3 separate regions of the Mus musculus genome follow, and all the other regions are linked to region 2. A link is a contact called in public Hi-C data. All regions are on one chromosome and are shown on one strand. Each heading gives the region's core, a stretch centred on a gene start, on an enhancer-like site or on the middle of the called end of the contact. The rest is flanking DNA. Distances are from core to core; before and after follow the strand shown.

Region 1 (2,700 bases), core at 194-2,693, 980 kb after region 2:
CACAATTTAATAGAGGTGAAGGATGCTCAGATGCTATTTGCTACTGGGGTACAAACTCAAACATACTCTTAGGTCAGGCAGGCCAGAGTTCAGGAAAGTAACGTGAGGTCATCTAGTTAGTTCTGCCCTCATCCAGTTGGGCCTTATCTCCCAAGTCTAACCAATCATTTTTATTGGAAGATATACACTTCTAGTTTTTTCAACAGGAGCTGAAAAGCTGGATTTAGAGCAACCCCCAAATTTGAAATGTTACCAAGGGCAAACGCATTCTTTAAGGATAATATTGTAGAGAGGCCACATGAAATAGGAAAAGTTATAGCTGTCACCACAGCCCCTTTAATTTATATACCTTCAACACATTAAAAAAAAAAAAAAAGAACCTGTTTAACCTGTCAGTGAGAGACAGAACTTGCTGTACCCCAGTCACCAAGGCTTAATATATATTCAAATATAATACCTACATATGCATATATGGTATGATTATATTTCATAAAATTGTATCATATACACATGCAGAAGTCTGTTCACATGTGTGTTTGTGAGTTCAGTAGAGTGTTTGCCACAGTGTATACATCACAGTGCATGTGTCAGAAGACAACCTTTGTATCAGTCTTCATCTGCCACCTGGTTTGAGACAAGGGTGAATGACAGGCAAACTGCCAACTGTCTCCACCTTGCACTTGCCCACAGCGGCTTGCAGGACTGTGTCTGGCTTTTTGCATTGGTTCCAGGAAACCTTATTCAGGTTATCAAGCTATACCCACTGAGCCGCTCCCCAGCCCACGAGATATATTTTTAATGCTCAAGCTGTGACAAGCAAGCCTAAAGCCATCTTGCATTTGTCAAGCATGACTGCTGATGTTGCCAGCTATTGGTAACGTGCCCAAACATGCTGCATGAGGTTCTTTCTCATTTTACTTCAGAGGTAAAGATTATGTGTAATGATGCCACCTGTCCAGTTCCTGTCATTGCGGTCACCATTCAGGGGAAGGCAATATGTGAATCTCAGTGTCTTCATGACACTTTTATAATCTCTGGGTTGAACCTGGACAGCGGCATCCATTTTCAGCCACTAACTCTGCCTTTTCTCTAGAGAGTTTTTGCAACGAATATTGCCTGGGCTTGATTTCAGTTGTGGACAAAGAGTTATCAGGATAATGCTGGCAGCTTCATCAGGGTGTATCCAAATAATAGAAGAGTCATATGGAAAGGGAAAAGGTTTGTTCCTACAGGTTTCCAAAAAATAGGGGGAGGGGGAAGAAAAGGCTGGACAAGGAAGAAAGAAGAGACAGAAATAAAAAGTATCAGTGAGACTCCCCAGCTGCCTTTCTCACAGCCCACATGAAGGCTCTTCATCCTTTTGATCAAAGTGCAGCACGCATGCCCTTTCTGTCTGTGTGCAGATCGGCTTAAAGGGAGCTCTGCTATTTTAAGGTGGGATTGTTTGAATTTGACTTTAAAAGATTAAATATTTCAGTTTCCTTTTGCACCGTGCCCCAGAAGGGAAGCAGCAACTTAAACCTGAAGAAACAATACTCAGGAAGTGGCGCCTCACGCTCAGAAAGGTTTTCTAAAGGGAAGAGGTCTACAGCTCTCTTCACCAGGGAGAGGGAAGCAAGGGTCCTGACCTTCAAAGAACAAAAGAACAAAGTCTAAGGAAAGTCACATCACAAATGCCACAATAAAATTATTTTTCAATTCCCCAAAGCTCTGATTTATTTCGCTTAGGTAGATATTGTTTCCATCCATTCAATATTATAAATGTATCCATTCATAAATTCATTTAACTTCTCAAACTCAGAATAGTTTCCAAAGAGAAAAGACCATTTTGGATCGCTGGCTAAGGTGTTGTGTTTCGTTTTGTTCTGAAATTGGTCATTTTAATATATTTCCAAGTTTTCTGGTAAAATAGAGTGGTCTTTTCACTTAAAAACCTTTTAACCACAACTCACTGTATGTGTGAGGATAACTTAGACTCCCTTTTCATTCTAGAATATTCTATTCTCTATTCTTGTGGTGAGCTAAACACATCTCTACTTGACCAAGAAATATGTACCTGGGTCACACGAATTGTACCATTGCCTCTTAATCAACCCATTCGACCATTTCTGTGTGTCAATATCAAATTCACAAAACAAAACCTCTGATTAAATTCCTGTTGCCCTTGTGGGTCCAGAATTTGAGAAGATTTTCATATGATTTTTGATCACCTATTTAAGAAGACTGCTTCTCCCAAATATGAAACAAGAATTTGATGTTTCTATACCCATTCTTTTCTAATTTCTACTTTGTTAAATAACAGCAGTTTGGGGCTGGGAAAGTGATCAATAATTAAGACAAGTTCAGTTCTCAGCACCAGCCCTCATCTGCCTGTAGCTCCAGCTGTAAAGGAATCCACTGCCCTCCTATGCTCTCTAAAAACACTTGCATGCATGTTTACTCATGTCAAAACACATACAAATAATTAAGATAATTAGATTTATAGAGCTTAATAATTTAAAATCGTATTTGAAGTTTTTCCATTATGCTATATGATAATGAATGGCAATCAATGTACCTCTGGTGTGAAATTATGAGGTAATCAGTGTATCACTGTGCAGAATGATGATTCTTTTGCCAGGCGCAGAATGATTTACTTGTCAAGCAGTATAAAGAACATGACATCACACTTGGAGTCAATGCAATTCAGAGCAGCTATGA
Region 2 (2,700 bases), core at 105-2,604:
CCATCTGGGTGATGCAGCCCTTTCCGTGTGTGTCTACTGCACCCATGGCTCAAAGCACTCCAGACTCTATATCTCACATCCCATTTCCTGTTTCCCGAACCTTCCGAGGATGTTCTTTATACTCTTCTCCACTCTAGTTTTTAGCCCCATCCCCTAGTTTTTTAACCTAAATATCTCAAAACTGTTACTGCAGAGCCTTTCCTGACTTTGCTCCTTTTTCCTAGACAGTAATTGAATGGCCTGATGAGGATTTCACTGTCTTGTGTAGTCAGCATTGGTTACTCATATTGAAGCTGTGACCCTGAAGGACAAATATTATATATACATTTGATTCTAAATTTTTAAATCCAAATACATTCCTGGCCCAACACTTATACTTCCTCATCTTGACATGTCTTTTCTGAGCTCAAATGAAGGACACAATCAGAAGAGTAACTGGATCATATTCGGATCTATTCATAAGTGACACTATATATAGTCTCTTACTTTAAACTAGTCTGCTAATTTGTTTCAAGTGGACAATCCACATATTTTCTGTGTTTCTGCTCATTTTCAAAACTGAAAATAACAAGGATATGTTATATTCATCCAAACTAATCACATCAGAATGATCTTTTTACTATTTTGGACCATTGCATTTTATGTCTTGTAAGCTCTGAGAAGGGAGTGACTTTCATGAAACTCATGGATTTTCCCTCAAAGCTGGAAGCAAACCCGAAGTTAAATCTGATAATATCTGAAATTTACAGATGGGAAGAACGAGACCCCATGAACAGTGGGGGTTTTCCTATTGACAGAAATCATTAATAATCAAACTAGGATAAGTGCTTCCGGGCCAACCAGATATTATAGATGCTTGTTTCCTCCAGCAAGATTATTAGATCCTGGGAAAAGAAATGTTATGGAATTGCTGGTGATCCTATAACTGTCAATCAATTCTAGGCCAGGAAATCCAGAAGTTAAGGAGGTGGTTATCTTGCTAGGGAAATTCTAAAAGCCTTCCTGATGAGTTGACATCATAACAATACAGACTGTTTTCACAGAGGGAGGGCTCTGTTTAGTTTGCTTGGAGAGAAGGCAGCAGCAGTACAATTTTGATGTTTCTTGTTCTCCCTCTTCTCTTGAATGAGCAGCAGGCATCTCTCTCCTTCCCCCTCCCCAGGCAGCCCCTAACTCCTGTCAAGATGCACTGACAGTCCTCTGAGATAAATATTCTTATCTTGTCCTAGCCAGCTTCCATCTGGATAAAGGTATCTATCTCATGTAAATATTTCCCAGGCCCCTATCTCTGCAGGACTGAAGTGCTCAATTAGCTATGGACTAAGCCTTTGCAGCAAATGGCACAAATGGTGAACAGCTGCTATGTTTCAGGAGAGGTGAGGTCATCCCTATATATAGAGCCTGGCAAGCTGCTTGTAGCCCTAGCCGCTCTCAGCATGCAAACCACACCTGAGCTATAAGTCAGTCATCTGCCTGGAATGACAGGGTCATGGCAGATCTTTCCTTCTTTGATGGGCAACTCAGAAGGAGATCAAAGTCCTTTACAATTTTTCAGCTCTTTCTCACAACTGCTGCTTACAGCATTTTCTATTACTTTTTTTTTTCCTGCCAGCATTATACATAATAAAAATCATTGCCTACAAAACTGGCTTTATTTTCTTTCTTGATTTTTCTCTTAATAACCTGTGGTTTGACTATAGATAATTTCATAACATATTATCAGGGTACCTATAGAATTGTCACTTATTAGCATCTTGGCAATAAGTCATGCTGTACTTATTACTCTTTCTCCTGTATTTCCTATTACATCATAAAACTCCTTTTTCCTGGCACAGTGTACTAGAATGAATATGTCAAAGTGACTATTCCTAAACCCTTATTAACTCTGATGACCTAATCACTGCTAAGATGGCATGATTGTTGTAGCTTCTACAAAAATCTAGAAACGATGAGACAATCTGCTCTTAGACTCCAGTTGGTTCTCAGTTGGGCTGTAGTTATGACTGTGATGATTGAAAACGGTCCTGAAATAATGCCAAGTGATGGCTAGATCTCCCCATCATTTGATTGATTCGAATTTTCTGTAACTCAGAGACAAGGACAGGACAATTAGTGAATTGTATAAAGCCGGCTACATATATAGACAAGATATACTTGTTACTGGGGGTCTTGCAGTCAATCTAGCTTCAACTACCCTCAACTGTGCACTCTAGAAAACCCACAGAAGCCAGTGAGCTTCTGTTTCATCACCAAGAAAAGAGAGATGACAATCTCCAACCACTTTGCTTCCCTCACAAGGTGAGGGAGATTCTCCTGCAAGAATGTGTTCACAATGTCGTGTCCATTAAACCATCTGGCGAGTGGGGGCAGTGGCTTGAGATATGGCTCAGTGGTTTAGAGAACAAACTGCTTATTCACAGGACCATAGGATCTGACAGTGCCCAAGTCAGACAGTTGTGAACAAGAAAGACCTACCTGAATGGACAACTTCTTTAAGTAAGTTATAAATTTCTGCTGTGGTTCACAACATTCTATCCTCAGTGTAGAGTGCAGAGAGCAGTCCAACATAAGTAAACATATTGCTTACACTAATACGACTGAGTGTTCTTTAGAGGCACAGATGACAGCATGTAAAACTCCCCTGCCACTTCCTTTTGTCTTGCCCACTCCTGTCAGCACTCAATCTGTTTAGGTCATTCA
Region 3 (2,700 bases), core at 122-2,621, 700 kb after region 2:
AGTCAAACTGGCCTGTTCAGGCGGGTGTTGTTTTGTTTTGTTTGTTGTTGTTTTCTCTGTTCAATAATAAGGAAATTGAGCCTAGCTAGCATTGACATCTCGCTGATTCATCACTTCATTCACAGACCCATGTGCAGCCCCTGCCACATGAAGAGCAGTAAATAAATAGAATACCATTTTTACTGGTGGAAACCGTGCTATATAATTCTAAAACCCAAGCCTTATGGCATTTAATAAGGGTTGGTTTGGTATAAATAGAAAACCCAGTTATCGTTATAATTTTCAAACACTGTGCCCTTTAGTCAATTATATCCCCACCCTTTATTACCTACACAAATGATAATCAGGAGAGAGCTCCAGCATTCTGGCTACTTCCTGAAGTGTTCTCCCTTTGTGTTTGAAGTAATCTCCATAGCTATTAAAGGGCAGAGTATTTGATTGTCAGTGCTAGGGTTCAAAGTATCTGGACAAAGGATGTTGTGGACTTTGGACCCCATACATCTTGCTAACCCTCGATGGGTCTACACAGTGTCTGTCATAAGGACTTCCTGCGAAGTTCTCTTACAGTGGGCTGGAATCTCACAATGCTTAAGAGCTGAACTTCTGCCTGTCTTCTGTCTCCTAGTGTTATTAAGTGGACCAGGTGACATGGAGTCTCCTCAGCAACTTTTTCCATCTCCTGTTTCCTTTATACACTGAAAGGTCTATATTTGGATCGCTCCCAAAATAAGTCTTAATTGATTTTTTAAGGTGTTCTCAACTGCCATGGCAATGATAAGCAAATATCTCTTCATGAATAGCCTTCTGCAATTGACTATTCTTACTGAGTATAAGCTTCAGTGCTCTTTCTTCAATGCTTCTGCCTCTCTCTCTCTCTCTCTCTCTCTCTCTCTCTCTTTCTCTCTCTCTCTCAGCATATTTCCTTTAGTCTGTTAAAACTATAATTAATATATATTTAAGTATAAATATACTCCAGAAGAAAATAATATATTTCAATAGTGCAATTCTTCAAAATAAAAACCTCCTATGATTTTTATCATTAACAACAACAGTACACATACACGCGCACACACACACACATGCACACTAAAAATAGATTGTGTTTTCAAGGGTAATAGCTGTCTTATTATTGGCAGGATCTGCTACACGTCTGTAACCTCTTTTGAAGTCACCTTTAACAGTGTGTTTCATTATAAAAATTATTTTTCTCTCTCAGGAAAAATTATTATTCATCTTTGGAGAGAACATCTTGTCAAGTGGAGCTGTTCAACAAAACAAGGAAAACATCTCTGCCAAAGCACAGCAAATGTGATTACCAAGCCAAGGAGAAGCCCGTAATTAGATCATTTCCATGGAAACAACCTAATTACATGTGTAAAGCAGTGAGAGCCGAGCTGAACATTGAATATGCTAATACCATTGTCTATGTTGTAATGTTTCTGCTACTTAGCTTCTCTCAAATATAAAATATAAACCATGTAGATAAACCCCAACTCTGCTAAGTGAATAAAAACCCACAGTGCATTGGATGTGCATTGCAAATGAATGTAATCCTGGGATATTTAACTGCTTATAATCAACACACACCTATATCCTTAAATAACCAAGGATAAAGAATGCATTGTCATGTATACTAATAATAAGTGCACAGTAGCATGTAAGTCGCCAAATGTCCATAAGTGAGCATTCTGCAATTTCACATGGTGTAAATTTTATTTATAAAAACAGCTAATGAAAAAAACAATTTATTTTTTAAGCCATGCATTCTTTACTTATTCTAGGGAATTATTTTATGTCAGCAAGAATTAATCATTTAGAAGCCTGTTGAATTTTTTTTTAATGTTCCATGTGATCTATATTTGGGTACCCCAGTCAGAGGGGCAGTGGGAAGTTACACCAAAATGATTTCATTAATAGAAGAATGAGTTTGCCTTTTTAAATAATGAAACCTATACCGTGCTTCTATATACCTCTTAATATCATTCCCAAGTGTTTCTTTGAGTTAATCTCTTGAACACAGCTTTGAAACTCCAGCCTTGCTATCCTCAACTGAGCAATTTGACAGCATCTCTAACAGCCTGAGGCATCCACTGGTCTTCAGCTTTCCCAAATGTAAGAGTTCACTTATCTCCTTGCTATAACCAAGAATATGAAAGAAACAAGGAAGAAGGGGTTTATTTTGACTTACAGAACACCGTGGCAGAATGTTTCTTTAATCTAGCAACATAGAGAGAACAGGAAATGGGCTAGGCATTCCTCAGGACTTGGGAGAGCAGGCTCTGGTCCTCATCTGAACAGCACAATACGGCTGACCCTGATGGAGAGGGACAGGTGAGCTGGCCCTAGCTGGCCCTGCCATTGGCCTAGCATGAGCTGACATGGGCGCCTCCTACCAATACCACCCGAGGTGGTCGTTGGCGCTCTGGGAGAGCTGACCCCAGGGTCATGAGGATGGGAAAGCTGGCCCCTCTCCTGACTGGCTGTAGTACTCAGGAGATCAGCCCCTGTACTTCAACTGGAGAGCACAATGGAGCTGACTCTGATGGCATGGGCGCATATGAGCCAGCCTCAAGGTCATGAGAGCAGGAGAGCTGACCCTGTCCGGCTGATGGTCGCATTGGATGATAAAGTCAAGGCAGTGTTAGTTCATTCTGGTGGTGTGGTTCAGGAGACCTGGTGGGCTGATCAATTCAGCTACCA

What was found. Hi-C and Micro-C count contacts between places; a contact is called where the count stands out from the background.
Region 1: a Hi-C map of cerebellar granule neurons shows a contact between it and region 2, with 1.9 times the contacts expected there. The contact joins two enhancer-like sites. A contact is called at or near these places in 4 of 484 Hi-C or Micro-C datasets (cerebellar granule neurons, cerebellum and cerebral cortex) and 1 of 115 datasets of contacts at active chromatin or transcription factors (vascular smooth muscle cells).
Region 3: a contact with region 2 is called in a Hi-C map of cerebellum, with 2.0 times the contacts expected there. The contact joins two enhancer-like sites. A contact is called at or near these places in 1 of 15 datasets of contacts at CTCF or cohesin (pro-B cells), 4 of 484 Hi-C or Micro-C datasets (cerebellar granule neurons, cerebellum, myocytes and 1 more) and 2 of 115 datasets of contacts at active chromatin or transcription factors (VIP interneurons and astrocytes).

What each region holds. Positions count from the first base shown.
Region 1 is chr3:21,638,313-21,641,012 of GRCm38.p6, forward strand. No RefSeq gene overlaps it. Among named protein-coding and RNA genes, the nearest start is that of Gm31693, 63 kb to the right of the region's middle. Within about 2 kb of position 1,444, at least 22 of the 459 cell types and tissues checked have an H3K27ac peak or open chromatin away from gene starts, as enhancers often do. A contact at or near this core is called in cerebellar granule neurons and cerebellum, where this site is marked.
Region 2 is chr3:20,660,712-20,663,411 of GRCm38.p6, forward strand. No RefSeq gene overlaps it. Among named protein-coding and RNA genes, the nearest start is that of Gm31466, 160 kb to the left of the region's middle. Within about 2 kb of position 1,355, at least 34 of the 459 cell types and tissues checked have an H3K27ac peak or open chromatin away from gene starts, as enhancers often do. A contact at or near this core is called in cerebellar granule neurons and cerebellum, where this site is marked.
Region 3 is chr3:21,355,915-21,358,614 of GRCm38.p6, forward strand. No RefSeq gene overlaps it. Among named protein-coding and RNA genes, the nearest start is that of Gm31610, 130 kb to the right of the region's middle. Within about 2 kb of position 1,372, at least 43 of the 459 cell types and tissues checked have an H3K27ac peak or open chromatin away from gene starts, as enhancers often do. A contact at or near this core is called in cerebellar granule neurons and cerebellum, where this site is marked.